2 separate regions of the Sus scrofa genome follow, and region 2 is linked to region 1. A link is a contact called in public HiChIP or PLAC-seq data. All regions are on one chromosome and are shown on one strand. Each heading gives the region's core, a stretch centred on a gene start, on an enhancer-like site or on the middle of the called end of the contact. The rest is flanking DNA. Distances are from core to core; before and after follow the strand shown. Region 1 holds the start of CASKIN2 (caskin-2). Region 2 holds the start of NT5C (5'(3')-deoxyribonucleotidase, cytosolic type).

Region 1 (3,014 bases), core at 361-2,860:
GGGCGGGCTCCCTGTCTCAAAGGCCCACGGCTCACCGCAGGAGACTTCAGCTCCACGAAGCCTTCTTCCGGTCTCCACTCGGCGGCCACCAAACTGCCCCTGGCAAGGAGTGGGGAGGGGGCCGTCTCAATCTGCGGGCTTAGTCGACCCGGTCCGTCCGCCCGGCTCCGCCCCCGGCCCGGCCCGCCCCCCTCACAGGCGCTCCACGCGCTCCTCCGCCAGCAGCTGCCAGAGCTCCTCGCGGCACAAGCGCAGCCGCTCAGCCTGGGCCGCCGAGCCGTCGGGAAGGAAGTCCTTGGGGCCATGCGAGCGCTGGGGCAGCTTCTGGGGCCGCGAGCGGGCGGCGAAGAGCTCCGGCACACTGGGGAAAGCAAGAAGGGACGCGGGGTTAGCGCCACGCAGTCGGGACCGCTCGGCCCTGGCCGGGATCCCCGTCCTGGGTGCCCATCTCCTTCCCTGCGCCCACCCTGCGGTCCCGGCGCCTCCCCCGGGCCGGGCCGCGCCGCGCCGCACCTGAGCACGCGCCCGGGAGGAACCTCCACCTCGGCGGACCCAGGTTCGGGCTCCATCGGGCCGCCGTCTGCAGCTGCGCGCGCGCGCGCGCGCGCCGCCCATGCCCCGCCCACCGCCGGAACTCCGCGCGGCCCTAGCGCCCGCCAATCCGACCTCTGCTCCTCCGCGCTCCAGATCAACCCACCTGCTTTCCACCTTCCTGGTGTCCTGGGTCCTAGCGCCTGCCAACAGACATGGGGCTCGATTCCGGAGGCGGAGAGCTTGCAGGTTTCTGGATTTGTTAGGACCATCTCTCCGATCCCCAGCCCTCCTCTGGGCTCCTCTCTAGTAAAACTTGCGGAGCCTGACGTTTGAAAGTGTGCTATGAAGAGTCAAATTCATGATCTTCCCCTCCGCAGCCCTGAGCTGCTTAGTCCCCATCACCCATTGGGACAGGGAGGGAAGAAGAGGGGTGTAGAGATGGGCGAGTGCTAGGTTCCCGAATTCCAGCTTCACAAACTGGAGGCCGCCGAGGGCTGTCAGATGCGATCTAGGGAGGTTCGGTGTTCCTTCAGGGTCTTCCGTTGGGTCTCTTCCTAAGGGCTCGGAAACTATGTTTTCAGGGCCGGGGGCGGGAGGCCGCTGTCCGACCCACGATGGTGCTGAAGCGCCACCATAGATGGTCATAGGCACCTCCTCGAAGCTGGGGTCCCCGCCGCCGCCACCACGGGCCGCTCCGACACGGGCCGCTAGGTGGCACCATTGCTCCAACCAGCGGTTGTTGGTCTGCTATTCTGGCCTCGCGGGCAGAGGTCGCCGCGGCGGTCCCTGGAGGGGCGAGGGGCAAAAGGGAAGGGGGATTTCCCAAGTGAGATTCCTGGGTCTCGGTTCCCAGACCCCTTCGCATCATGTCTTCCCTCCCGCCCGTCACAAACAGGGCACCTCACCCTTCAGTCTGAACCCTAGAGCCCCAGATCGCCCCTGCTCCAACAGCCGGGACGCAGCGTACTCTCGTCCCCACCCCCGCCGCTTCACCTGGGCGCATGCGCTGAGCGAGGCAGTGTCCAAGGTCCGGACCCGAGTGATGGGGGCGGGGCCTGGGCGGCTCGGGGCGGGGCCCCAGGCACTGACTGACAGCCCGACTGCGCGGCCGGGACGATCCCTCCGCTCCCGATCCGGCGGGAGGGAAGGGGGAGGGGCGGGATTTCCTGCGGGAGGCGCCGAGCCGGCCTTGGAAAAGGAGGAGAAGAAGGAGAAAAGGGGTAAGGGGGGCAGTGGGAGCCGCCGTCCGGAGTGCCAGGGACCGAGCGGGACCAGCCGGACCCCCAGCGGGGCGGCTGGAGAGGTGAGACGGCGGGGTCTGAGCTGGGGGTCAGCACCCTTGAGGGCGGGTACAAACTAACTTTTCCTGCGGGATCGGCGGGCGCCTACATCTGTCGGCTCCTTCTGTCCTTTTCGCGCCCCTATCCCGTCCTCCCGCATCAATCCCTCCGGCACTTGGCCCTCCCGGTCCCTCCCGCCGCTTTGTTCCCCGGTCGGCTGGAGCTGGGCTGGGTTGGGGGGGTTGCGCGGCGCTGGACTGGCATTCCGGGGGGCGGGGGAGCCAGCCCGACCCCAGGCACTGCCAGGGGCGCCCTCCCCCAATGTCGGCCTCGGGCCTTGAGCTGGAGTGCCCTCTGGGTTGGGCTTGGGACATTTTGGGAGGAAGGGCGACCCCAGCTAGGGCCCCAGGCCTGCACGGGGCTCATGCCACAGGACTTGGGCAGCAAATTCATGGCCACTGAGGAACTGACGTAAGCTTTTCTAAAGTGAAGTCGGGGCTCTGGGCCACAGATTCAGGCTTGGGGGGGGCCAGGCAGCCTCATTTACCAGCGGTGCCCCAGCTCTTATCTCTGTTCTCTGCCCAGCTGCTTCCCCATCCCGCGCAAGGGTCAGCAACAGGTGCCGGAAAGCCTCCCTGTCCTGCAGGCAGACCCTCGGCCAGAGATGGAGAGCCGTAGCTCCCACTCCACCCTCTAGATTCATGAAGAGCCCTGGGGCAAGGGCATCCAGCTATTACAGCAAAGCTTAGAGAGGGAGGGGTCTGGGGGCAGGCGCCTTCCACAGGGAGTGACCACGGGCCGGGCTGCCTGCGCCTGACCTTCTGCCAGGCCCCACCTTCTGGCCCACCAGTTGTCTGTGGGTGTCAGTGCCCGGGGCTGTGGAGAACAGGCTGCTGGCCCCGCCTACCCCAATGTGTCGTGCTGCCAGGGCCCCTCCTGCCCCAGGTTGAGGTGCTGCCAGGTGCCCTGGGGCCTCAGTGACTCAACCTCCCCCTCCCAGGACCCCTTCCCCCCACCAAGTGCTGCTCTCAGGCGTGGTGGCTCCCTCCCCTCTTTGAGTGGCTCAGCCCCTCCCTTGACTCACAAGGGCAGCCAGGATGATTTGGGGGGTCCCTGGAGGCCCTGTCCGGTTCTTTCTCTGAGCCCTGCTTCTGGGACCCTTTCAGGCTCTGGCCCAGCCTTCAGCGGACCACACCTTTT
Region 2 (3,139 bases), core at 583-3,082, 310 kb after region 1:
TGTGGTGAGGGTTCTTCTCAGGAACTTCCATGCTCCACAGATGCAGCCACAAGACAAATACTACAAAAGAATATGAAAAAGATATCTATAACTGGGTTAATTGAATTAACCTACATTTGAAATCAACTGTACTTCAATAAAAATGTTTTTAAAAGAAAAGGAACTTTGAACGAGGTCACCTCTAAAAACCCCGCCGTGATTGAAATGACTCAAGCATAATGTCTAACCACCAGCTCATTTGACCTATGGACATTCCTTTGGGAAGAATGAGGGTAATCACAGATTACTGGGCTAAGTTTTTCTTCCTTATTGTGTAAAGCGTTTGCAAAATGGAGAATTAATTGCTGTGCTACAGAACGCTTCCAGTTTCACTAAGACAGGTTAGCCCTACACATAGCCTGAGTTGCGGTTTCAGTTAGGAGTTCAGAGGTGGAGCACCTGCACCCTTCTCTCTAACAATGGAGCTCTGGGAAAGAGATGTCCCCCATTTGTGTTACAACTTGTGAACTTGGCTTTTGTCTTTATTTCATGAAGGTAAATGCCTAGTCCAAACGTGCTCTGAGGGACAGTTCTGCCAGTCATTTTGGTACTATTTCACATTTCAGAAAATTCTATATAAACATGTTTGCTAAGGGTGTTGAACTTTCCCCTTAGAAGGCTTAGGGTTTGGGGTTCCCTTCCTGGCTCAGCGGTTAACGAACTCCACTAAGATCCATGAGGATGCGGGCTCGATCCCTGGCCTCGCTCAGTGGGTTAAGGATCCTGTGTTGCCTTAGGCTGTGGTGTAGGTCACAGATACGGCTCTGGCCTGGTGTTGCTGTGGGTGTGGCACAGGCCAGGGGGTACAGCTCTGATTTGACCCCTAGCCTGGGAACTTCAATATCCTGCAGGTGCAGCCCTGAAAAGCAAAAAAAAAAAAAAAAGCTTAGGGTTTACAAAGTGAAGTTGAATGATCTTAAAATGATGATAGCAGGAGAATCAGCATTTTGTGGACTTTTTACACAATTGTGTGACCTCAGTGGCTTTGTATTTATTGCTAATGCCCATTGTAGAATTTCAAAATTGATCACCAGGTTCCCCTTCCTAAAGCTTCTTCTGTTCCATTTGGAAGTACTGGGGTGCTCAACTGGGAAACTACAGGAAGATGGGTGACTTAACTCAAATCTGAATCTAGTTTGTAGGTAAATACATTTATACGTAGTCAGGAAATTTACACGTGAAATCTACAAAAAGGAGAATCAATAACACATTCGGACGTTCAGCATTTTCTAGAGGAGGATATAACTCCAATTCTAGAAGAGTGTCAGTTCCACAAAAAGGAGGATGGTCTGGGTTACCTGAGTCTCCTCCTCCAGGTGAACCGGATGCTTAAAGCAGATGCTCCCATGTTTCAAGCCAGCTCTGGTTTATGAATTGGTGTCTGAGGAGCTCTGTTCACAAGAACCCGCTGTCTTCAGCAGATTCATTCACTTCGGTCACTGGGAGTCCCCATGATTTGAGCCTTGGGTTGGTGCTGCCTTGACGTGGCGGGAGCTCTGCTCCAGAGTCCCCACAAGCAGGGAGGACAGGGATGGATTCTTAAAAGGGGGCGTCAGCTCACGGGTTTAAGCAGCCTTGGCTCCTTCTCAGAAGCCGTTGATCTGTATTTAGGAGAGACCCTCTGCCGGGCCCCTGGAAGGTCTGCCCCAAGAAACGTCTGAGGTGAGCGAGGACGTCTGCCACCGAGCGCAGGGTGGCTGGGGTGCACGTAGGCGCGGCCTCAGACCAGAAGAGCAGCTCAGGCCACCTCCGCGCCGGCTGCTGGGGCACTGGGGGAGGCCCGGTGCTTCCGGGGGGCGGGGCAACCCGGCGTCCATGCAAATTAGCCCCGCCCCCCGCCCCCTCCCGGAAGCCGCCGTCCCGGCGCGGAGCTCAACTCGGCTCCGGCCCGGGTTTCCGCGCGCGTCCATGCTTCCGGCCGGCCCGTGCCTCGCGGTGATGGCGGCAAGGTACGCGCGGCCCGTGCGGGTGCTGGTGGACATGGACGGCGTGCTGGCGGACTTCGAGGCCGGCCTGCTGCGGGGCTTCCAGCGAAACTTCCCCAGGGAGCCGTACGTGCCGCTGGAGGAGCGCCGCGGCTTCTTCGCCCGGGAGCAGTACCGAGCCCTGCGCCCCGACCTGGCGGTAGGTGGGGGGAGAGGCGAGGATCAGGGGGAACCGGGAGCCCCGACCCCAGTGTCCCAAACGGGAAGCCCCAACCTCCTGGGCACCTGGGAGTGGGGCGCCTTCCCCCTTGGGTCAGGACCGCCTGTGCTCCACGTCCAGAGACAAAGCTTTCACTTCAGAATCCACACTTCGTCCCAGGACAAGACAGTCTGGAGGAGTACTTACCCCTAAACAAAGTCCCCTCCCTGAGGCTCTGATGTGGGGATCGAGGCGCCCCCCTTCCCCCAGGAATCTTGAGAGTCCTCGCTGGGGCTGGCGAGATCGGCTGGGAGCAGAGCCAGGACAGGAACACTGTATCTTTCAGGACAAAGTGGCCAGTGTGTATGAAGCCCCAGGCTTCTTCCTAAACTTGGAGCCCATCCCTGGAGCCTTGGAAGCCATGCGGGAGATGAATGACATGCAGGAGTGAGGAAGGGTCGGGAGGGAGGTGGGGGGGAGCAGGGGCTGGCACCACCCTGTCTGACCCGCGCCCCTTCCCGCAGCACTGAGGTCTTCATCTGCACCAGCCCGCTGCTCAAGTATGACCACTGCGTGCGCGAGAAGGTGCGGCACTGGCGGCACACCCAGGGTCCTAAGGCCCCATCTTTGAAAGAAACCAGCAGAAACACACAAAGTCGGGGGTGGGGGTGGGGGGAGGGGACGATAGCTTCAAGGGCGGCAGACCCTCCCACCTACTTGCTCGCTGGCCTTGAATTCCGGGGTCCGTCCGGCCCTCCTGACAGACTTGTGCCCACCACACAGTACGGCTGGGTGGAGAAGCACCTGGGGCCCCAGTTTGTGGAGCGCATTATCTTGACGAGGGACAAGACCATGGTCTTGGGGGACCTGCTCATTGATGACAAGGACACCATTCAAGGTAGGAGCCATTTTCCTTGGCACCCTCCGGGCACTGGGCCTGCTGGGATACGAGGGAGGGGGTAGAGATCACCACGTC

The links. HiChIP or PLAC-seq counts read pairs in DNA pulled down with a chosen protein or histone mark.
Region 2: an H3K27ac HiChIP or PLAC-seq map of skeletal muscle shows a contact between it and region 1, with 4 times the contacts expected there. The contact joins the promoter of NT5C here to the promoter of CASKIN2 in region 1. A contact is called at or near these places in 1 of 5 promoter capture datasets (liver), 10 of 47 Hi-C or Micro-C datasets (alveolar macrophages, embryonic fibroblasts, epiblast stem cells and 7 more) and 2 of 2 datasets of contacts at active chromatin or transcription factors (alveolar macrophages and skeletal muscle).

What each region holds. Positions count from the first base shown.
Region 1 is chr12:5,854,264-5,857,277 of Sscrofa11.1, forward strand. It overlaps CASKIN2 (caskin-2), which reads left to right and starts at 1,611. Exons shown (of 20, transcript XM_021066645.1): 1 at 1,611-1,837; 2 at 2,981-3,014. TSEN54 (tRNA-splicing endonuclease subunit Sen54) reads right to left here and starts at 1,528. Exons shown (of 12, transcript XM_021066651.1): 1 at 1,440-1,528; 2 at 698-1,320; 3 at 197-361; 4 at 36-99.
Region 2 is chr12:6,160,588-6,163,726 of Sscrofa11.1, forward strand. It overlaps NT5C (5'(3')-deoxyribonucleotidase, cytosolic type), which reads left to right and starts at 1,833. Exons shown (of 4, transcript XM_021066663.1): 1 at 1,833-2,163; 2 at 2,510-2,610; 3 at 2,688-3,061. The coding sequence starts at 1,855. It also overlaps a transcript of ARMC7 not described here.